4 separate regions of the Mus musculus genome follow, and all the other regions are linked to region 2. The links are chromatin contacts, called in public ChIA-PET, HiChIP or PLAC-seq and promoter capture Hi-C maps. All regions are on one chromosome and are shown on one strand. Each heading gives the region's core, a stretch centred on a gene start, on an enhancer-like site or on the middle of the called end of the contact. The rest is flanking DNA. Distances are from core to core; before and after follow the strand shown. Region 1 holds the start of Slc4a7 (solute carrier family 4, sodium bicarbonate cotransporter, member 7). Region 2 holds the start of Ngly1 (N-glycanase 1). Region 3 overlaps Nek10 (NIMA (never in mitosis gene a)- related kinase 10). Region 4 overlaps Nek10 (NIMA (never in mitosis gene a)- related kinase 10).

Region 1 (5,353 bases), core at 2,589-5,088, 1.5 Mb before region 2:
AACTAAAAAAAAGATATCAAGAAAATAATACAATTTTAAAAAGGGATACAGAGCTGGATAGTGGTGGCGCACATCTTTAATCTCAGCATTTGGGAGTCAGAAGCAGGTGGATTTCTGAGTTCAAGGCCAGCTTGGTCTACATAGTGAGTTCCAGGACAGCCAAAACCAAAAAAACCAAAAAACCAAAAAAACCAAAAAAAGGGGGGGGGTACATATCTAAACAGAATTTTCAATAGAGGAAACACAAATGCCTGAGAAATCCTTAAAGAAATGATCAACATTTTTAGCTATCAGAGAAATGCAAATCAAGACTACTTTGAGATTTTATCTTATACTTGTCAGAATGGGTAAGATCATCAAAACAAGCAACAGCTCATGCTGGCAAGGATGTAGAGTAAGAGAACCACTCACCCACTCCTGGGAGGAGTGAAAACTTGTACAGCCTCTGTGGAAATCAGCATGGCAGTTCCTCAGGAAGATGGGAACCCACCTACCTCAAGATCTAGCTCTACTACTCTTTGGCATATATCCAAAGGGCACTTCATTCTACCACAGGAACACTTGTTCATCCATGAAATCGCCAAATAGTAGGGAAACAGAACCCCTACTGGTTGTCTCTTGTCACCAAAAGAGCTTCCAGTACCAAGATTAGGTTACAAGTTAATTGAGCTGTTGGCCAAAGAGCTCCCATCAAAAATTTCACACAGTTCAGGCTGTTGCCAAGACAACAGATTTCTCTTCACAAACTGAAAGTCAGGCCCCGTTGCTGAAGACAACACCAATATAACTCATTGAACATGGAGAAGTTGGGTTGCAGCCTACATAGAACCTTCACCCCAACGTTCTAGGGTCTTCGGTTACAGGAAGGTACTGGGCAGGCTATCAAAACAGAAACTTAAAACAACAAGCCAGCCACAAACACTTTGTTCTACAATGATGTGCCTAAAAGATATGTTAGGGAAATGGCAGCTCAGAGTTTGTGAGAGTAACCACCCAAGTAACTTAAAGGACATTCTGCAAGATGGAATTCATACCTAACACTGCTTGGGTGATCAAGAGCCAGAGACTACATTGCTCAGGGACCTATAGTCCCTACAGTGCCTATGTGTGTGTGTGTGTGTGTGTGTGTGTGTGTGTGTGTGTGAGAGAGAGAGAGAGAGAGAGAGAGAGAGAGAGAGAGAGAGAGAGAGGAGACCTTGTAACACATAGCTCTAAATGGGATTTCTCCATCAAATGTCTCTTCTCGGAGCTGAGAAAGAGTCTAAGAGCCAGAGGTGATGGAGGGTACCAAGAAAACAAGGCTCTCTAAATCAATATGACCAAAGCTCGTATGAATTCAGAGACTGAAGCAGCATTGTAAGATTCCTTAGTGTGCAATAGAGTGGGTCTATGGTTCCTGTGCCTTCTTTTGAGTTCTTTTCTTTCTGTTTTCTTTCTATCCTGTCGAACTTTGATGTTATATATTTTGCTATAAGAGAGTTGAGAAAAAATTCTTTGTGTATGTGTGTGTATGCATGTTCATTTTGTCTGTGGAGATACATGTGCATATAATGTATGCAAGCAGAGGTCTAAAGCTGAGGTTGGTGTCTTTCTCAATCACTCTCCACTTTTATTTGTTGAGCCTGGGTTGCTCAGTTGGACCCAGAACATGTGATGGACAAGTCTAGGAAGCTGGCTTGTTTGGGAGATCATTGTTCTCTGATGTCCAAGTACTAGGATTACAAGTAACTAGAATACCTGCCTGGCTCTCATGTAAGTTATAGGGATCTGAACTTGGTTCTCATGCTTGCTGGGCAACTACTTTATCCAGGAAGCCAGACCCCTTCTTCAATATAAAGTGTATTCATAGGCTGGGGGATATTGCTCAGTAGTTCAATACTTGTCTGGTCAGAGTGAGGCCTTAGTTTAAATTCCTAGTACAGAAAAAAGAAAACAACATCAACAAATTCATTGATCAATCAATTATTCCCTTTCATTTTCTTTTCACTTCTCTTCCTTTTTTTTTAAGATTTATTTATTTATTTATTATATGTAAGTACACCGTAGCTATCTTCAGACACACCAGGAGGGGGCGTCAGGTCTCAATATGGATGGTTGTGAGCCACCATGTGGTTGCTGGGATTTGAACTCAGGACCTTCAGAAGAGGAGTCAGTGCTCTTAACCACTGAGCCATCTCTCCAGCCCTTCACTTCTCTTTCTTTACTGACATCTTTTAAAATTATAGTGAGGTATTAGAATGGTACAAAAGAAATCTACATAGTAGAACCCCGAGTTACTTATTTCTACAAGTCTCCACTTCTTTTATCTGTAAAATGGGAACATAACACTATCCTACTCTATTTGGTGTGGTTATATAGAATGATATAATCTGAGTAATTTATAAAGAAAAAAAAATTCTCACAGCTCTGAAGATGGTGGGAGGACTGCATTTCATGAGAGAGACTTCTTCCTGTCTACCCGAATCTGAGAGCAGAAGGTCTGATGGACATTTGTGAGAGAGCAAGGGACACCTTTGCAGTTCCAGACCCATGGTTTATAATGTGCTCATGAACTCCTAAAGGCCTTGTGTCCTAAATACCCAACACCATTGCATTGGGGATTAAGTTTCCAATACAGTTTTTTAGGGGACACAGTCAAATCACACACAAATATACTTTATAGTATTGTGTGGATTAAAGAGGGGCCATATTTGCAAAATGTCACTGTCTGTAATTCTAGATCTTTTCAAATGGTAGCTGTTATTAATGGAAGCACACCTGTTCTTGGACAGTCGTGTGTGAGCCTGCCCTGTACCTCTCTGGGAAATTTAGAACAAAGCCAGGAGGGGTCTGGGACCCAAAGCAGTACCCAGTACACTTTGCTATTTATTGATAATGGGTTAGGGATGAGTCTTGACCTGATGATAAGTATTTCCTTTCATAATCGAATTTAGATTTTCTCAGCTCAACCTTTTATTGTCTTTTTTTTTTTTTTTTTCTTGAGACAGGGTTTCTCTGTGTAGCCCTGGCTGTTCTGGAACTCACTCTGTAGACCAGGCTAGCCTAGAACTCAGAAATCCTCCTGCCTCTGCCTCCCAAGTGCTGGGATTAAAGGCGTGCGGCACCACTGCCCGGCTCTTTTATTGTCTTTATCAACAACCTGTTAACAATAGTGATAAGCACACCACAAGTGACACACCTTCACAGAGGGACAGAAATGTATTTAATCCTTCAATGTCCATTTGTGATGGAGACCATCACCTCCACACCCAGGTAGATAGTAGACAAGCACCCTACCTATAGGGTCGACCCAAGAGTGGGACAGGTTGTGGAACTAGGCCAGTGCAGGGAGTGCACTAGGCAAGTTGCTAAATGTATCCCCTCTTTTACAGGGTCCACGATAGAGTTACCTCTAGGAGAGAAACTTGCAGAGGCAGAGAATGAATCTGGCGTCGTCCTGTTTCTCTCCTGCTTGTAAAACACGTGGTGAGGAGCTGAATGGGGTGATGACCCCATTCCACTTCGAAAGTCTGTAGAACTTCCGATTCGAAAAACCGAGTTCCACTCTCAGCCTCGGTCAATTAAGTCTTTACAAAGAGGGGCGGGGCCTCCGGGAAACTGACCTGGGGGGCGGGGGAGGCGACAGACCCTTCCGAGCTGCTGATTGGCTGATACGAATGTCTGTCTTCTTTTGTCTCCGCCCTACCTCCAAGCCCCTTAGCCACTGGAGGCGGTCGCTCGACGCCGGACCTGGTGCCTAACAGGCAGGGGGCGTGCTCCGGGGGGGGCGTGCCGGAGCGCGCCCCGCCCCCGCCCCCGCCCCCGCCCCCCAGCCCCGCCCCCCGCCCCGCCCCCGCCCGGGCGCCGCTGCCTCCTCCGCGCCGCGTCCTCTGCCCGTCTCAGTCCTCGCGGCACGCCGTTGCCTCTCTCTCCCGGAGAACGTCCCGCGCTCGCAGCGGTCGCCGCACTCCGGGGCCAGCTCTCGGCGGCCAGCGCTCCGCACAGGGTCTCCCTCCGCGTGCCCGTCTCTGCTGCGGTCGCGGCCTCTCAGAGCTCCGGGGCGGGCCATGGAGGCAGACGGGGCCGGCGAGCAGATGAGACCGCTACTCACGCGGGTAAGGAGCGGGGAGGCCGAGGCCCGCAGACAAAGGCGGCGTCGCGGCGGGGCTGCCGGCGGCCTATGCTGGCGGCCGCGCGCCGCCGTCGCCTTTGTGTGGCGGGGGTCGCAGGGGACGGCCGGCTTCGAGCCCTCGGGGACGCCTCTCCCGAGGACGCGTGTCCGCCGCCGCAGTGCCCGGCTCTCAGACGCGCGGCTCCGGGAGCCGTGTTCTCCCGCCGCGTGGACGCTGCCGTCCTTCAGCCCAGGCTGCTGTTCCTGCCGCCGCCGCCGCCTTCAGCCTGTGGCCGGAGTCGGGACCGGCCGTCGGGGCCGGCGCTCTGTGGCGTGTTGGGTCGCAGGCCCAGGAGAAGCACCGTGAGTGCAGTGTCCTCCTCCGGGCTCCATAGAAAGAGAATGGACCGAGAGAGACCCCAGTGCTCTGCGCCGCGCGTCCCCAGTCCAGCCGATCCCGCTTTCCCAGTGCAAGCAGCCTGAGTAAGGGCGGACTTGGGACGCGCAGAAACTGGGCTCTCATTTAAACGGGGGAGGGGGCGGGGGGCACACAAGTGGCCCGTTCTCTAGAAACAGGAACGTGTATGTGCCCTACAGAAGAAACTGCTTTCTCCTTTCAGAGTCTCTGACTCAAAGGATGTGGTGGTACTAATTTTCCTACTTCCAATTTTTACTCTGACCAGTGAAATGGGAGGGAAGGTTGCAGGGATGAATTTTCCAGTCTTTTCAAAACAAGGAAAAGGACATTTTGCCGGTTTTTTTTTTTTTTTTTTTTTTTTTTTGGTAGAATTTTCCTTAAGGCTCCCTCCTCTCGTTACTTTAAAAGTTATTGTGGAGGCCGTGGGCGGTGATCATTCATTACTTCACAGTATTCAAATATAAACTCTTTAAATATAAAGGAAAACTTCGGTCTTAAGACTGTGAAGTTCTGTAGTGGTTATGGGTTTGATGGGTCACAGTGATGAAGTACTGGAAACTCCTTAGGATTCTTTTTATGGCCTTTGAATGAACCTTCAGGACCTTCTCCAAGACTATCTGTCAAATACACTGTTGCTTGTTCTTAACCTTATTTGCACATTTTCAGCTGAACAGTAAACAGTATCAGTTTTCATAAACCTGGGTAAAAATGTTGTATTCTCTATCACAGTCTATTTAGGCAGAAGTCGTCATACACAGTAAGGCTATTGCCATTCATCCGTCCATCCATCCATTCATCCATCCATCCATCCATCCATCCATGCATGCATTCTGTGCAGTAGCTTA
Region 2 (5,670 bases), core at 1,799-4,298:
CAGATTGCCATCCCAAAAGGTCCAAGTGGGGAATAAGAACATAATGGACCAAACTATGACTAGAATCCAGCAGGACAAAACACCAAATCCTGTAGCTTCGTGTCTTCTGTTAAGGGCTCCACACCTCCAGCTTTCCTGCCAGTAGCCTGCATCTCTCTCTTAGGCTGGTCCTTCTCTATTGACCTCCTTGGCAGCTTTCTCATAGCGTTGATATCTCCAACATCTTGTGGTCTCCACTGGAACCCAAGCTTCCCTTTCACAGCTCTACAAAATGGCCTATCATGACTCTTATTCTCTCAGTATCTTCATGCAGAGAATTCCATACCACATGTTGCCTGGCCTCAGAGGCTCTCAGAAGCCACAGAGGTAGGATCTGTGACACTTCATTCTTGTATCCTTCAAGTCTAAACCTGGCACTGTGGCTGCCAGCCAGGGATGGGGTCACTTGAATCACATTAGCAGCAATACTTTTTCATTCAGTAACTTTCTGGGATCAGAAAAGACTTTAGGCTATTGTACAAGCTGGAAGTTTTGCTGAGTGAGGTCTTGGCTAGAGAGTACCCTTTACCTTTGTTCCAGTACAAGGCAAACTTCTCAACTATGTGAAACATCTTCTCTCTAGCACATGCCTTGGCTGTAGTGTTAAGCTCCCTAGATCTCCTTTTCTCTACAAACAGTACAATTTATCTTGTTTTCTAGCCCAAGTCTTCCCAAAGCCTTCTATAAATATTCCCCTAGCCCCACAAAATAAAACCACATGGTCAAGTTCATCCCAGCAATATCCCACTCTCTTAGTACTCGTTTCTGTCAGTCAGGAGTTTGCATGTTGGTACTCCTTTTCCCTGAACTGGGAGTAATCCAGGGAAATGAGCCCCTACCAATCCCAGTTGTAGATATGATAGCTGCCCAACATAAGAGGGCAGTTCAGGTCATGCCACTCTTGGTCGCTTTAGAAATAGCAGCTGGTACTAGAATTGCAGGAATAACGACTTCCATAACACAATATGATAAATTTACTTCCAAGCTCAGCACAAGTTTTCAAAAAATATCTGAAACCATGCTTACCCTAGTTTTCTATTGCTGTGATAAAACACCACAACCAAGGCAACTTATAAAACCATTTACTTTGGCTTATGGGTACAAAGGTTAGAGTGCGTGATGGCAGAACTGCATGGCAGCAGGCATGGCAGCCAGAGAAGGAAATTGAATACTCACATCCTTTACCACAAGCACAAGCAGAGGGAGTAACCTGGACATAGGGCAGGAGCATGTACTCTCAAAACCTAACTGCCTCCCATAATGCACTTTTCCTAACAAGGCTGCAGCAGCTGGCCTGCCTGTATCCTTTATATACTGGGATTACAAGGATCAGTCAACACTCACAGCAAATAGCTGGGAATACAGCATTTGAAGTTGGGCCACAAACATAATTATTACTTTGTTATGGACCAGAAAAAAAAATGCTAGTAGTTAGCCACTGAAAAATTTAAACAACAGCTAATAACATACTTTGTTGAACATAATATTCTCTTTCTAAGACTTATTCTTTCAAAGTCTCATAGATATACAATGTTCTTTGGCCACAGTCCATCCATTATCTCTCTTCCATCACCTTTGCCCTCCCCTTTAACCCCCCTTTCCCTCATCTGCCTCCTTCTTTCATGTCTTTGGTGGTGGTGGTAGTAGTGATATATGTATGTATGTATGTATGTATGTATGTATGTATGTATGTATGTATGTATATTTGATTCTCCTGCCTCTACCTTCCAAGTTTTGGGATTTGCCAACATGCCTAGCTGAAAACAATATTCTTGAAGTTGGTCTACAAACCTAAGTGCTAAAAATGTAGGTATATTTTACAGATGAATATTCAGAAGTTCTTGAAAATTCTCCGAAGAAATTGCCCAGAAACATTAAAAAACAACAGATAATAAAGTGTCAAACGAGGTCACATAAGTAAATATCTTTAAAACACAAAGCCAACAAGTACCTGCTACGTGCTAGTGATTCATATATGTAATTCCAGCTATTCAAGGTGAGTGGAGCATGGAAAACTCCTGACTACAAATCAAGGTCAAGTGCACTCTTAGTGGCATTTCAACATTAAAAAGTAATAAAAAAAAGCCAGGTAGTGGTAGACAAGCCTTTAATTCCAGTACTCAGGAGGCAGTGATCAGGTGGATCTGAGTTCAAGCTGATCTATAGCTGGAGTTCCACTTTACCCAGAACTATGCAGAGAAACCCTCTTCTGAAGAAGAAAAAGAAGTAATGAGGACTGAGTATGAAGCTCAGTGCTGGAGCCAATTTCCAGGGTTGATGTCAGTGACAAGGGCATCAGCTAAGGAGGTTAGTGATTCCCTTTCTAAGATAAATTAAGGATACTGGTAAGGGATATGCCAGTATGAGTCAAAGGATACAATGTGTATATAAACTTTATTTACTTGTTTGTTCCTCATTTTATTCTATTATTGTATATGGGTTTTATGCGAGTATCCATAGGACACTCCCAAAATGCTCCTTGCATCAGAATCATACCTTGTGAGCAACAACTGAGTTTTCATCAACAGAATTCGGAAAATACACAAATCAGAAACCCAGAAGAGTTCTGAGCTATGCTCTGTTTTTGAAGCCGGACACTAGTAACCAAAGGGCAAGACTGCAGTAAATTCCCGTGTGAGCCCAGCCTAGGCCACAGACCATGATCACTTTCCCTTCCCCATAACCGCCCCCACCCCACCCCACCCCCCAAAAAAAAGACATAACAAAAACTTGCTCGGTCTTCTGGAGTCTTTTCTTCCACAAAAGACTTTTATCTACCGTAAAAAGAAGGCTGTGCAATTATCTCTGGGACCCTACCCGACACAAGCAGCCACCACAGCTCGAGATCTACTCCACTGGCTCGGCCCCTTGTACCCCGTACCCCAACGTTCGCAACCGGCCTCTCCGCGGCTCGCCCCGCCCCTAGCCCCTCCCGGAACGCCCCGCCCCTCGGCTCCTCGCCCCGCCCTCTGGCCGCAGGCCTCTGCGGCGGCCTAGGCGCTCCTCAGCGCCTGCTCAGTGCGGGCCGCGGTGCGCGAGGTGGCGAAGGCCGCGGCGCAGCCATGGCGTCGGCCACACTGGGCAGCTCGTCGAGCTCTGCGTCCCCGGCCGTGGCCGAGCTATGCCAGAACACCCCGGAGACCTTTCTGGAGGCCTCCAAGCTGCTGCTCACCTACGCCGACAACATCCTGAGGTGCAGCCGGGGCCCTCGAGCCTGAGGGCCGCAGGCGGGCGGGGCCGCGGACACTCGGGCCTGAGGCGGGGCGGGCTGGGCGACGAGGGCCCGCCGAGGCTGTCACTGAGTTTGACAGCTGTGCTGTCCCATCTCGCTGCAGGATCCCGGCGCTGTGGCTCAGCCCGAGTGCCAGTTAAACGTTCACGCCGAGTTTGGCGGTTGACACATTTATAGTTTAAGTTACGAACTTTGTGTCAAGTCACCTTTGTACTGAGTGCAGCACTTTCCACAACTGGCTGGGAGTTTGAGTCAGCACCTCCCATGGCCGCTCCGGTCAAAGAGTGTGGGGAAGGGATGCGGAGGGGCAGACAGTGGAGGTCACTTCAGTTGAGCCCCTGGGCGCTGGCTCTTACAAACACACCGACCCGAAGTCTGTAGGAATTCTTAGTTTAAAGGCTGTACAGTTCATGCGGACCAGCTTTAGAGAGTTAGTTGTTAGAGACATTGAGGTGTTGTCCTGTACCCCAAACTGGCATGGAACTTGATCTGTACCCCAGAACTCATGCCAGTCACGACCTACCAAAAGCTGAGATTACAGGTGTGTGCCACCACAACCATAATTCTTCATTTAGGTGACATTAGTGATATTTAAAATATATTTGAAAAGGGAATATAATGTGATTCTATGCCAGATGTTATGCAGCATTTGGGCTTGCACATAATTGTGACTTGTGTGAAGATGGCCTTCCTCCTTTATGACACCTCAGCTTAACCCTGAGATCTCACAGCACCTCAGAGTACAAGGTGTCTGAAAGAACTCATAAGCTTGATTCTCCAGAGCCCACAGCTGGCGTTTCATACTGAATTGTTTAAGTCTTCAACCTCCCACCCCCATACATAAGAGAAGGATGGATTTGTAAAGACATTTCGATTCTGTTAGTACAATGAAACCAAAGATGCTAAGATCAGAGTACTTTGAAAGATAGCTTTGCATGCAGACAGTTATTTCGGATCATGACCATCATTATGAATATTTACTAAATTTCTTAAAGAAACTGGTTCATTTTACAGCCTTTACTGTGGCTTACATTTCTGATCTTGGAGTTTTTGTTTTATAAAGGAAATTAGAGCAGTTTGTAAGAGAAATGATTCAGGTTGATGTGAGAAAATGCTCCTTTAGTTTGTTTTCAACAAGTGTCCTTGTGTTCTTAGAATTCAAGGTCTGGCTTGGTTGGGAGATGATATCCTGCTTCTTCATGTCCAAATCCAGTGACTTCTTAACTCTTAAGGAAAAGCTCCATGTCTTCCTGGTCCCTGACCGCACATTATAATTATACTTCTGTAATTTGGTAGAGAAAATCAGGTTCCTCTTTGCATTGCTATTTTCTTTTAAACCCACTAGTGCCATAGTGGAGGCACTATTGAAGGCATATTGTCCCAGCATCTCATTTGCCTCAGTATCAGAACAATTTATAGAATGGATATGCAAATAAAAATGCATTAGCTTGTTTTGAAGTAGATACTTGTCACTGAAATCTACAATGAAATAATACTCTTAAATTTCTGCTTGAATATTTATCATATCCTAACAGTAATAAATCTAAATAAGCTCCAAAAGAAATGTGTGCTAATTTGTATGCAAAAGCTGCCACCCATTTTAGATAAGATGAGCTTACTATGGACTTTATCAAGAGCAAAACAAAGCAACTCTGTATTAGTTTTCCTGACATCACAGGTGAGCTGCTTAGCTAATTTGATTCATGAACCAGAGTTTGGTTTAGAACTTTTCATGTACCTAAGAATAATGTTGAACTTCTTATCCTCCTACCTACACCTCTAAGTTACAGGTGTGGGCTACCACAATTGCTGTTATGAGCTGCCACAGATTGAGCCAGGGCTCAATGAATGGGAGGCAAGCACTCTACCATCTAAATGGATCCCCTGTCCCTAGTTCATTTATTCTTTAATATAAATATTTGATATTGTACTGTTTTGTTTACAAAGCACACATAGTGTTTGACTATTAACTGTACTGAGTGAAGAACCAAGAATCAAACATAGTTTCTTTGTTCAAATAATATAAATGTATTTGGGAGAAGAAAGGTTTGAAAAACAGCTACAGTGTAACATCAAAGAACAATTCCAAGACAGTGTTAATGTCTCTGTCTTTATATTTTTATGTTAGGAGGTAGTAGGGAGACCAAACATGAGACATTTAGTGAAGGGATAGGCAAAGGTGACTCACAGTTTCTACAGTGGAGTTTCCGGGAGGAAACCATTAGAAGAAACAGGCATTGATTATGAAGTCACTGCATAATCATAACAATAAACCCAATGGAATGGAGAAAGAGAATTTTCAATGACAATGCAAGAAGTAATAGAAGACAAAAAACTTCTAATTTTTAATGTAGGTTGCCACTGACACGTAGAGAAATTGAGTGTAATTGAAAGTTGGT
Region 3 (5,540 bases), core at 595-3,094, 1.4 Mb before region 2:
GACTGGGAGATAAGAAAGGTGATTATTTATTTATTTATTTACTTACTTTAAAATTTATTTTAGCTTTTTTTTTTTTCAGGATAAGAGATTAGACAAGTACTCTACCACCAAACTCTATCCTAGCCTTTATGTTTACTTTTTGTTTTTTTAAACTTTTGATATGGATCTCACTAAGGCAGCTTCAAATTTGCAGTCTTCTTGTCTCAGCCCCTCTTGTAGCTAAATAACAGGTCTATCCACATCATGCTATTTTATTTACTTATTTATTTTGCTCATTTATCCTTACATGAGAAATTGTCGCACCATGTAGCCCATGTTGGACTAAAACTTCAAATGATCTGTTTCAGCTTCTTGAATGTTGAGTCCTGTGTTAACAGACCAGCAAAAAGTGATTTATGCTAAACTCGGTCTTGAGAACTCATTCTGAGCTAGATTAATAGAAGATCATGCCTAGTGGAAATGTTACCTTTGAATACAAAATTTCCCTACAGTCTCCTGTGTTGATACTTGGTGCCCAACTGTGCTGCTATATGGAGAGTCAGTGGGAACCTTGAGGCAGGACTGAGCTGGAAGAAGAAGGGGCCACAGAAAGATGCCTGCTCCAGCCCCTTCCTACCATTCTCTATGCTACCATGAATTGAGCATTTTTTCTCTGCCTCACTTTCTTTAAATTGTTTCTCTCAGTGTTTGTCACAGCTATGGAGACTGAACAGAGTCACCTTAAATCCTGGGAAGGTGATTCATGCTCAGTGTTTAAAATGTTTATTTGTTTGTTTGTTTGTTTATATGTATATGAGTGATCTGCGTTAGAACAGACACACACACAGAAGAGGGAATCAGATTCTATTACAGATGGCTGTGAGCCACCATATTGCTGGAAAATGAACTCGGGACCTCTGGAAGAGCAGCCAGTATTCTTAGCCATCTCTCTAGCCCCCTTGTTTAGTTTTTAAAGAGAAATCTAACTGAAGATGTACCTCACTGAGTGAAGTCCATGTCCATATATTGTAAAGGACATCACCACTTTAACATAAGCATTCACACTGTCTATGCTTCTCTGAGCCTATTTCTTAAACATTTTGCTGCAAGGTGAATCAAAGAATCAGGTTACTATGTATATCTTATATAAGATGCACCGTGAAACTATTCAGTTCAAGTCATTCTGGGATTTTTGAGAGCTTTCAGAATTCTTTCAACTTTGGGGGCATTCAGGAAGAAACCATGAATCACTAAGTCCTGTGTCCCACCCTTGAGTGCCACAGGCCCAGGAGTACTGAGCAGTTCTTACTTACCTCTCTGCCATCCTAGGCTCATCCTAAGACCTGCACTCTTGTTTCCTATGTACTTTTGGTGCTGGCTTTCTGACTGGCTTATTGGGTTGGTCTTTCATGCAGTACATGGAGATCGTGGCCAACGAGTACCTGGGCTACGCTGAGGAGCAGCACTGTGTGGACAAGCTGGTCAATATGACGTGTAAGCATTGTTGCCAGGCACCCAAAGAATCTCGTGGACTTGGGAGAAAGAACACCTGCTGCTCTTATTATTGTTCCACTCACATGGTGTGTGCCTTTGTGCCAATGGTATCACATGTCCCCACATCTCCCCATGGCAGCTCTTTCTTTGGCAAGCATATTTGTTTCAAGGAAGAAGTCTTTCATAAAAGCGACATCTGTTGTGACATTGAAAGAAAACCTTTTGATTTCTGTGAAAATGTCAGAACCAGGGATTTTTGCTTCTAAAATTGGGTAATAATTATGCCTAGCTCATATAATGTAGACTACCCACAACATGAAAAGGAAAACTGAGAATCTCCCCTGAAAACAGCAATGTGGAAGCTGTGGCCAGGGTGTGAGACATCTCAGACATTCTTCTGGCTTCCTCAGAAAGCTTGACCAGTTTCTCTTCCTTCTCTCTCCTATTGCCCTTCACCCACCCCTCCCCCTTGCAGTCCCTCTAGGTGTGGTCAGCCACAGGATTCCTGCTGCTTTGGGTGCCAGCACAAGCCCATTGTACTTGTGTGGATAGACTGGTTTCTCATGCTTTGCTGGTTGGGCCTACGGTGGCTCTTAGGGGCAGGGGAGATGCTGGGCACCAGGATGTTCCTTTGAGGACAGCTTTCTCGGTGCAGGTCTTATGTTCTGCCTGGCCTCCCATCTCTTTGTAAGCTGGAATAATGAGTAGGGTCTTTTAAGTCCATGCCATGACCTTGTAATAAATAAGGTTCAGGAACCTGTTCAACTTTAAATGCACGGGGAGTTTGCTTTTGTGCTATTTGCAGATTTACTATACTAGGTGAGCTTCTAGAGTTGAACTAGGCAGCCCTGTCCTCCACTATTCCTTTTGTGGGTCTCTGCTCCCACTCTCTCGTTCTTCTCTTTCCTGTCACTTCTGAGGAGCCAGAGTTTCATGACAGCTGTTTCTCGATCTCCCTTTGAATGATTTCTTTCTTTAATAGATATTTTTCAAAAACTTGCTGCTGTGAAAGACCAAAGAGAATGGGTTACTGCAAGTGGAGCCCACAAGGTGAGTGGGCCCCTAGAGTGCTGAGGTTCTACATGGCCCTGTGTGTCATCAGTCGCTCTCCAAGTTCAGAGCTTAATACTCAAGCTACATGTCATTATAAGTCGTAAGACTATGCACCCAGCCTAAAATGGCTTCTCTACTTATCTTCTTATGTTCTTTACCAACACAAGGAATCAATAAATGGTGCAGCATATGAAGGTTTTTACTTTTCAATTCTACTCCAGCTGAGTGCATCACTTAACTTTAATGTTAAAGCGAAATCCATCTGTATTGTAAGGTTTTATAATTAGAATAATATGAAATCAGCATTTTCTGTAAGTCAGAGATAATTGAATATAGCAATTTATGGGATGCAGACTCACAAGGTGGTATGGTATTGTAAGCTATGGATTAAGTATTCATTTTAAGGTGCTAAAGATGCAGTTCAGAGAAAGACCTTGGGTCCTGGACTCTGTATTCCCAGGAACACCCCTCCCCCACCACCATACACACACACACACACACCCACATGTCAGTGTGTACCGTAAAATACATGAATGTTGGTTTAGTGGTAACAGACATTTAACAGGCAGATGTGTAGAGCTGATTTCAATAACCTGTTGAGTCCTCCTATCTCAGGAATGCCTAACTTGTGCTGCTTGTGGTCTTATGCTTCTGGGAGAGAGTTTAGGTGACACACAGTAGTTTTCACTTTAACAGACAGTGATTTTATTGATGTTGCTTACAATCTGACAAAACAATAACATTAAGGTGTTAAGTTGGCTTAGCAACAATTTTGAAAAGGATGTTTGTAGAATTGAAGTTTGTGAACCATATCACACAGTGGTGGAGATCAAGGAGGAGTCCAAGAGAGATGCTAACTTCAGCATAAGGAAGTGTAAAGGGATCCATGGGATGAAAACAAAAGTGCATCCCCGCATCCCCGCAGAGCTTTCACAGCTCTGACACTAGGATGTTTGGCAAGAAAGTAGTGGGGGACAGGAGTCTGTGGTCTGAAAAATTGGAGAAAGAGCATTTACATTAATGGGGATTCAATGAAGGCATTCTTCTCCAAGGAAAGGCATGATGGATTAAGCAATTTGGTCCTAGTTATAAAAAGGTTATGTTTTCAGTGGTTTGCAATCTGTGGGTTGTGGCCCCTTTGATGGTCAAAAGACCCTTTCACAGGGGTTGCATATCAGATATTCTGAGTATCAGATATTCACATTACAGTTCATAGCAGTGGCATAATTATACTTATGAAGTAGTGAGGAAGTAATTTTATGTCACCACAACATGAGGAACTGAATTAAGGGGTTATAACATTAGGAAGAGTGAGAACCACTGGTTCAAGGGTTTACGTGGGTAACATTGGGAAGAAAAATACAAGTAATTATATATATATATATATATATATATATATATATATATATATATATATATATATATTCTACTGGTGTACACACACATTTTTTAATTGAGCAAAAGAACAGAATCCAGAAAAAAAAAAAGCAAAAGATCAGTGTCTGTGATTTTTAGGAAGAGTACACAATATTCAAGAAGCTCCTGGGACTTTGGTAATTGCATTCTCTTCTTTCCTTCAGACATTAGTGAGTTTGCTTGGTGCCCGAGACACCACTGTCCTCTTGGGTGCTCTGCTGGCACTGGCCAGCTTAGCAGAGAGGTAAGTGCATCTCAGCATGCTCCTCTGTGCAGGCAGCATCGTGGGTGGGAGACACAAACACACAGGCTACTCTGTTACCTGCTCCTCTGTGCAGCATTGTGCATGGGAGACACACACACACAGGCTAATCTGTCACCTGCTCAGTTGAAACCTGGTGCGGGAGGCACATGGGGAACAGCATAGGCTAAAGACTCACCTGCTTAGGAAGTACAGCTTAAGATTTAAGTTAGAAAGAGATTTTTCCTTTTCTGACCTTTGCTCTCACTCTCCACCTGATGCTTGGAGGAACATCTCTGTGGTCTGTCTTCTTTCTTTGACTTTCAGAAATACTGCATTTCTATGACAGTTGACTCTCCCAGACCTTGTTTCTCTATTGTTAACTGTACATTCCTCGTACAATATATGACACTTTCAATGATAAAAGTTGGTTTTGAAAACCTGTCCTTTTATAGTGTCATTATTTTAAATGAAAGAGCAATAAATAGGTTTCATGTTAATGAGCAGAGTATTATGTTCTTGTGAACAGTATACTATTCCTTGTTTGTTTCTAGTCTCTCCTCACAAGTCCTTACAAGGTATCTAAGTTACTTTCCTATTGCTATGATAAAACACCATTACCAAAGCAAGTAATAGAAGGAAGAATTTATTTGGGGCTTATAGTTTTAGAAGGTGCATCTATGACCATCATGATAGGGAGCATGGCATAGGCTAGGCAGACAATGGCACTGGAACAGTAGCCGAGGGCTTCTATCTTGAGACACAACCATGAGGCAGAGAGACTAAGGTTTGCCTGAGTCTATTGAAACCTCAAAGCCTATACCCAGTGACACACCTAGTCCAACAAGGTCACACCTCCCCATCCTTCCCAAACAATTCTACCAACTAGAGACCAATTATTCAAATACATGTGCCTGTGGGAGCTATTCTTATTCAAACTACCAGATAAAGTAATATGGTCTCTAGGATACAAAAACATGTCTGGAGTAAAATATGTTTTTAGTAACTGCTAATATTTGTGTATTTGCAGTTCAGAGTGTAGGGAGAAGATCAGTGAACTCAACGTAGTAGAAAATCTGTTGATGATTCTGCACGAATATGATTTACTCTCCAAAAGGTAGGGTCTTATCCTCACGAAAGTGCTTCTGTGGTGGAACATGGACTTTGTATAACTTAAATTTATAATCTTGGGCCATGGTCACTCAAATTGGCTCCAGAATAACTGTCTCTTATTCTCTCTCTCTCTCTCTCTTTCCTTCTCTCTCTCCCTGCTTCCATCCTTCTCTTTCTTTCTCTCTCCCTCCCCTTCTCTTTTTCTTCTCTCTCTCCCTTCCTCCCTGCCCCTCTCTCTCCCTCT
Region 4 (6,071 bases), core at 1,418-3,917, 1.4 Mb before region 2:
TTCATCTGTCTTTGTCTAACCCTCAATTCTCAGCATTTAATTAATTGCTTTCCTTATTGTAGGTTAGAAAGCGTAGTGGTCAAAATCTTTTAGCAATGAAGGAGGTCAATTTGCATAACCCAGCATTTGGAAAGGATAAGAAAGACCGAGACAGCAGTGTCAAGAACATTGTTTCTGAATTAACAATAATTAAGGAGCAGGTAAATATTGTCTTATTTCTGAGATGTCTCTGATATAAATGTCATTGAAGCTGAGCTCTGCTGCTGTTCTTGTCCATGCCGTTTATAAATCAGTTCGGTATGAAATACTGGACATTGGTGCAGTGATATTTTTGCCAGTGTTTTTCCTAAAGCTTGTTATTGAGTCATGGAAACTCTTTTAGGAGTTTATAGCAGGGCCTTGGATGCAAAACAGTTGAGCTTACAAACCAGAACACACCATGTATGCTTAGCTACTGAGTTACTGCATAGGAACAGGAGAAAGACACCCTTAATGGAGTGCTGGGAATTTGAGAAAGACCACCCTCCAACTTCAGTCAGCTAAAGCCAACCTGTTGACACCCCTCAAGTCTGGCTTATTAAATCTAAAATGTAGGTTTTGTTTCATTTCCCCTTTCTAGAGCAGGCTTGTGTAGTCTAGGCTGGTCTTAGCCCTGCTCTGTAGTACAGACTGACCTTCAGGACCCGCCCCCCCCTTTCCTGGCTCCCTGTCCTAAGTGCTGAGATTAGGGGTGGGCCCCACTGTCTTCTGGGTTATTTTTATTATCATGAATATGTGACATAATCGCTCAATTAGCTGTCATTATGAAGGAGTATTGGAGGAAAACGGAGCGCAGGCGAGAAATGGGAATTCTTTCTGTAATCCGAGAAGATGCTGGTTCCTTTCCCAGCTCTCCTTGTTTGTGCATTTCTGTTTCTAAGTTCTAGGAAGCTGCCAGCCTCACTGCGCCCTGCAGTCATGTTTGCTTGGTGTCACAAACATGGTCTTTATTCATTGAAACCTATAGTTTGACATCACTAAGTTACAACAAAAGTCACCACTAATGGATTAGATCGCAAGAAGCCATCCCATCCGTTCAGAAACTCATCCTGTCCCCACTTGCTAGTTGATTTGGGTGCTAATTTGTTTAAGTGCGTTTCCTAAGAAAAAGGGTCCAGAAGAGGCCAATCAGGGTGCCACAGTTTAGATTTTGATGTCACTGAAGATTGTCCCTCCTGTGGGAGCCACCTGAACCAAAAAGAAGGATGTCATGGAATACAGAAGCCATAGGTACGGGAGTGAGAGACCCTGTCTGCTAAGAGGTGACAATGAGCACAGCACAGAGGCTTCGAACTACCAGGCTTAGAGAATGGCACAAGTTGGCATTATTCCCTGTTCCATGCAACTGCTGGTGACACCTTCCCATCCCAAGTGGGAAAAGCAGCAGAAAGGACACTTCCAGGGCTGAGGGACAGACAAATGTCACTGCTGCCTGGGAAGCCACATCCTGGCTACTCTGCTGCTGATAACCCTGAGACCGCTGGGTTGGTGTGAGTAGCAGCTACGTGGGCCCCACTCAGAGGGACACTCAGAGGCACAAACCATTTATAGACATCATGGCAATTCCTCTGAAACAAGACACTTTACCTAGAAACTACATTCTAAATAAATAGTTGGAGACATTTTACACCATTTTTCTTTTTTAGAACTTTCTCCCTCCCTGTGTAGCTGAGGCCCAACCCTGGGGCAGAGCATGCTAAGGGAATCGTTAAGGAACTGATCAGTCCTAAACCTGTCCACTGCCCATTAGGAAGTGCAGCATCTTCTAGCCTGGTTCACAAAGGCATGGAGGACACTGTCTCTTTCATTAACTTAAAAAAGTCATTTAAAACCTTAAATGGCAGCTGGCAGTCTTAGATGAAACTTCAGTGTACAAAAGCTTGTGTTTTGAAGAGTCTGATAAGTGTTTGCTATTTGTTTTCTTACAGCTTTATCATCCCAATGTTGTACGTTATTATAAAACATTTTTGGAAAGTAAGTATGAATTGCTTTCTAAGTAAGGAAACATATGTTTGTTATTTATATACATTTATATTATGTTGGCAGAAAATAAACCCATTCAGCTATTTTCTACTGGCTTTTATTATTAGGCATTGCTTTCTTAAGCAGTAAAATAATTTTTTAATTGATGACCTGAGAATACTTAAAATATTTTGATCTGTATTATATAGAGGCACAGTGTGAATAAACAAAAATAATTAAATTATTGTACAGAAAAGGAACTGTAGAAGAAAAAGAGAAAAGAGAACTAAAGCATGATGTTTTATTTTTCTTTTTGCAAGCTCACAGCAGCATCTAGTGGCATTTTCCACCCCTAATAAAATGGATTGGACTCCGCCTTCAAGGTTTTTTTTTTTTTTTCTCACAAATTTCAGTAGATGCCACCAGGTGGCGCCAGAGTCCTGGCTGAGCCTGCAGGCTGGCTGGCTTGTTTCCTGCTTGTGGGATGGAGAGCACAGTCAAACAAAGCCAAACTCAGTCGCTTGTTTACAAGTGAAGGAAGTATTGAACTTAACCATCTGTAGCATAAAATCCTGAAGTATTAGCCGGGCATGGTGACTCAGTCCTTTAATCCCAGCACTTGAGAGGCAGAGGCCGACTGTGTGTGTTTGAGGACAACCTGATCTACATAGTGAGTTTCAGGCTGGGCATGGCTGCATAGAGAGACCCTGTCTCAATACTAAACAGAAGCTGTTCTGTATGCAGCTCAATTGCTATGTTTTTACCCATTTCCCTTCTTTAAGTGATTTAGATGGACTCCTTCCTCCTTACGTGCTAGTTCTTAATATCGGGATTATTCCTGTAATTAAAGCTATCAGATTTAGTTCCTGACTTAGACTGAAGTAAGTACAAGTCATTACAAAAACAAAACACTTAACCTGACGACTTCCAAAATAAATTGAAGGAAACTTAAAATATGTATAATATTACCAAGTTATAAACTATGATGAAGAAGACTATAATTTGAGAAAATGAAAACAAACAGCTAAGCATAGTGCAGGCAATATGTATTTCTTGGAATGGTGAAACTTGGGAATCTATAAATGTCCGTAAGAGAGATGCTATATGGTTTATTCATTTTTGCAATCCTGTGAAAGGCAACAGGAAGAACAGTGTGCTTACATTCATGCTGCAGTGTGAGACTGGTGGAGAAGCCAGTGGGCAGGATGGGAGATGTCTGTCCTTTGCAGGCAGATTGTGTATGTGTGTATTTTGTGTATGTCCAACAGTCAGAAAAGACACATGTCACATATCATTATTAGTAGTTCAAATTGGCTTTAAAGGAGTGTATTCAGAGAACAAAAACAGCAACAAGAAAACCAAAAACCCAAACAGTGCTAAACCCTTGTAAACCCTAACATAAAATCAGAGTCCAGGTCTCTCTACTCGAGAGGGGCCTAGCAGTAATCTCTGTCATGGGTAGGTGCTTTAGTCTGTGTTATTGCAACATCATAGCGTGATCCGTGGGTAAGTTTGTATGACATAATCTATGTCACCATACAAAATGCAATTTATAATGCGGTTTTCTGAACGTCTTATTTGATCCGAGGTACTAAGAGGCAGGCCTCGTGACTTGAGACAGTTGGCTTACTGTCTTTGACATGGTTCAGGCATTCTATGGTATAAGCAGAAAATGATTATGCTTGCCAGAGAGGAGAAAGTCTGGAGTCAGAGGAAGTTGCTGCTAGGCTGTGACTGCCCCAAGGGCAGCTCTGTGCTCTGCCAGCATTCAGTGGATCCTGACACTAAGTTTTCCGTTTTGTGCTCCAACACTCCTTGGAAAGCCCGGGTTCTAATTTGTGAAGGTTTTCCAGGGCTTTATACTGACTTTACATTTCTGTGACTCCTTTTTGCTTTTGCATAGATGACAGGTTGTATATCGTTATGGAGCTGATAGAAGGAGCCCCACTTGGAGAGCACTTTAATTCTTTGAAGGAAAAACATCACCATTTCAGTGAAGAGCGACTGTGGAAAATATTTATACAGGTACACTACACCCTTCATTGAAATTTTCTTTATACAACAAAGTTCTGAGCTACCTTAGAGATACACTGTTGGTTACGTATATGGCAGGAATCAAATTTGCTTCCATTCTTGTTTCAAGCTGTGCTTAGCTCTTCGGTATCTGCACAAGGAGAAGAGGATTGTTCACAGAGATCTCACGCCAAACAACATTATGCTGGGAGATAAGGACAAAGTGACAGTTAGTAAGTATAAAAGTCTTCAACTTTTTAACTGAAGAAGTTCTGAATGTCAGTTGAGAAATGCACCCCATTTCAGAGTGGTGGTGCTTGTCAGTAGAACTTTTGGCATAGATGGAAATGTTTTCTCTGAGTTGTCCAGTGGAGTGAGTAAGCACTAGCCACATGATACTCTTGGGCAAGTGGAATGTGGCCCCTGTGGCTGAGGAAATGAACTTTTATATTTCATTAACTTTTGAGCTGGGTATTGGTTTGCACACATTGGAAGGTGGAGGCAGATGGATCTGGAGTTCAAGGCCAATTTCAGTGACATAGTAAGTTGGTGCTAGCCTTAACCAAACTTTTTTTCAAAAAGCCAAACCAAACCAAACCAAAAAACAGCAATAGCAAAAAACTCAATAAGCAAAATTCTTTTGTTAAATTATAATTACTTTCCATATCCCTGAGACAATAATGTTTGCACAATATTGGATAATGGAAATACTGTTCTAAATGACTGTTTTGCTCATATGAGAGATACAGTACTCTTAGGATGCTTCTGTGTTTAATTTAACTCCTCAATTAATGCTTTCTGAGTTTTTCTTTCTACCTCATAAACAGAAGCTTTGCTGATTAACACATTGAGCACATTGCTTTGGACTACTTTATCTCAGTCTGTCTTAAAGGTGTCAGACTTGCAGGGCTTTACAAACACAGCGACTTGTATCCTTTGACATAGCTGTTTGTTTCATTGGTTGGTGTTTTCATCTGTAGCAGAAAGGCAGATAACAGTAAATTAAATTTCATTGATTAGGACAGAGTTAGGGGGCACTTCAGCACTGGAGAGGCAGAGGCAGGGGTAGAGGCAGAGAGGCAGAGAGGCAGAGAGGCAGAGAGGCAGAGAGGCAGAGAGAGGCAGAGGCAGAAGAAGAGGCAGAAAGGCAGAGGCAGGGAAGTACGAGGGGGCAGAGACAGGGAGGCAAGGAAGCAGGAAGGCAGGAAGAAAGAGATAGAGAGAGAGAGACAGACAGACAGACAGACAAAGGCAGAGGCAGGTAGATTTCTTTCAATCTGAGGCTAGCCAGTCCTATGTAGTTTTCGTTTCCAAAAAATAAATGAATAAGTAAAAAATAAATACTAATAACAATACTAATAATAGTAATTAAAACTTTCCCCTCTAAATTAGAAGGTTTATTTTTACCCTATATTTATTTTTCTAACTCTCCATGGTTAACTACTTTTTAGTTCAGAGTGATAATCTATTTTTCCCCTGAGCCTTTTTCCTCTTGTTTGGGATATGTATGGTTAACTAGCTACAAAGGGGAGACACTCTTCATGTAGACTTTTAGTCTCTACACAGGTTGCTTCTGAGATTCCTACAGTAAAAGAATGTTTGAGAGCACACTACTAGAGTGCAGGCTTGTCTATGAATTCTGTATAAAGATGCTATGGAACACAGCAAGTTCTAGAGCAATTGATGATAAAGGGATACATTAAAAAAACAAAACAAGAAAAAACCCCCAAGCCACCACCAACAAAACCTGGTCACTTGGTATTGGATACCAATTGCTTGCTCTTCCCTGGGAGACTGTGTCTTCCTCTTTGAGAATTCCTTAGGAGCTAGTAGTAATCTGTGTGGGATTGAGGGCTCCTGGACTTTCCCGGTTTGATTTCTGATGTCTTCTGTTGTCTTTCTTCAATTATGTTTGCTTCGTGAGTGTAGCTTCTAACATTCTTAGGAAGCACAGTCTCACAGCAAAGTCCCTGGTTTTCTGACTTTTACGAATCTTTCTCCCCCTCTTCTACAATTGGGACTGGGCTCTACAATTTGACATTTTGATTAGTTGTGAT

The links. Promoter capture Hi-C pulls out the DNA fragments that hold promoters and counts their contacts. ChIA-PET counts read pairs in DNA pulled down with a chosen protein or histone mark. HiChIP or PLAC-seq counts read pairs in DNA pulled down with a chosen protein or histone mark.
Region 1: an H3K27ac HiChIP or PLAC-seq map of double positive thymocytes shows a contact between it and region 2, with 11 times the contacts expected there. The contact joins the promoter of Slc4a7 here to the promoter of Ngly1 in region 2. A contact is called at or near these places in 8 of 39 promoter capture datasets (the 3T3-L1 cell line, the C10 cell line, the HPC-7 cell line and 5 more), 3 of 484 Hi-C or Micro-C datasets (CD4 T cells and muscle stem cells), 11 of 115 datasets of contacts at active chromatin or transcription factors (the 230-238 cell line, astrocytes, bone marrow-derived dendritic cells and 8 more) and 3 of 9 other capture datasets (adipose tissue, liver and macrophages).
Region 3: a promoter capture Hi-C map of hippocampal neurons shows a contact between it and region 2, with 5 times the contacts expected there. The contact joins the enhancer-like site here to the promoter of Ngly1 in region 2. A contact is called at or near these places in 6 of 39 promoter capture datasets (the C10 cell line, cranial neural crest, hippocampal neurons and 3 more), 1 of 484 Hi-C or Micro-C datasets (muscle stem cells), 6 of 115 datasets of contacts at active chromatin or transcription factors (acute myeloid leukemia, double positive thymocytes, embryonic stem cells and 3 more) and 2 of 9 other capture datasets (adipose tissue and liver).
Region 4: a contact with region 2 is called in an RNA polymerase II ChIA-PET map of memory CD8 T cells, with 11 times the contacts expected there. The contact joins the enhancer-like site here to the promoter of Ngly1 in region 2. A contact is called at or near these places in 7 of 39 promoter capture datasets (the C10 cell line, cranial neural crest, embryonic stem cells and 4 more), 1 of 15 datasets of contacts at CTCF or cohesin (large pre-B cells), 2 of 484 Hi-C or Micro-C datasets (CD4 T cells and bone marrow-derived macrophages), 12 of 115 datasets of contacts at active chromatin or transcription factors (T-cell acute lymphoblastic leukemia, acute myeloid leukemia, bone marrow-derived dendritic cells and 9 more) and 3 of 9 other capture datasets (adipose tissue, liver and macrophages).

Annotation. Positions count from the first base shown.
Region 1 is chr14:14,699,187-14,704,539 of GRCm38.p6, forward strand. Slc4a7 (solute carrier family 4, sodium bicarbonate cotransporter, member 7) reads left to right here and starts at 3,839. Exons shown (of 26, transcript NM_001360504.1): 1 at 3,839-4,094. The coding sequence starts at 4,047.
Region 2 is chr14:16,246,266-16,251,935 of GRCm38.p6, forward strand. Ngly1 (N-glycanase 1) reads left to right here and starts at 3,049. Exons shown (of 12, transcript NM_021504.3): 1 at 3,049-3,232. The coding sequence starts at 3,102. It also overlaps a transcript of Oxsm not described here.
Region 3 is chr14:14,841,392-14,846,931 of GRCm38.p6, forward strand. It overlaps Nek10 (NIMA (never in mitosis gene a)- related kinase 10), which reads left to right. Exons shown (of 35, transcript NM_001195229.1): 7 at 1,395-1,473; 8 at 2,456-2,523; 9 at 4,107-4,186; 10 at 5,214-5,300. Among named protein-coding and RNA genes, the nearest start is that of Nek10, 23 kb to the left of the region's middle. Within about 2 kb of position 1,845, at least 32 of the 459 cell types and tissues checked have an H3K27ac peak or open chromatin away from gene starts, as enhancers often do. A contact at or near this core is called in hippocampal neurons, microglia and muscle stem cells, where this site is marked.
Region 4 is chr14:14,861,489-14,867,559 of GRCm38.p6, forward strand. It overlaps Nek10 (NIMA (never in mitosis gene a)- related kinase 10), which reads left to right. Exons shown (of 35, transcript NM_001195229.1): 18 at 63-200; 19 at 1,968-2,013; 20 at 3,905-4,026; 21 at 4,145-4,247. Among named protein-coding and RNA genes, the nearest start is that of Nek10, 44 kb to the left of the region's middle. Within about 2 kb of position 2,668, at least 64 of the 459 cell types and tissues checked have an H3K27ac peak or open chromatin away from gene starts, as enhancers often do. A contact at or near this core is called in bone marrow-derived macrophages, double positive thymocytes, forebrain and 3 more, where this site is marked.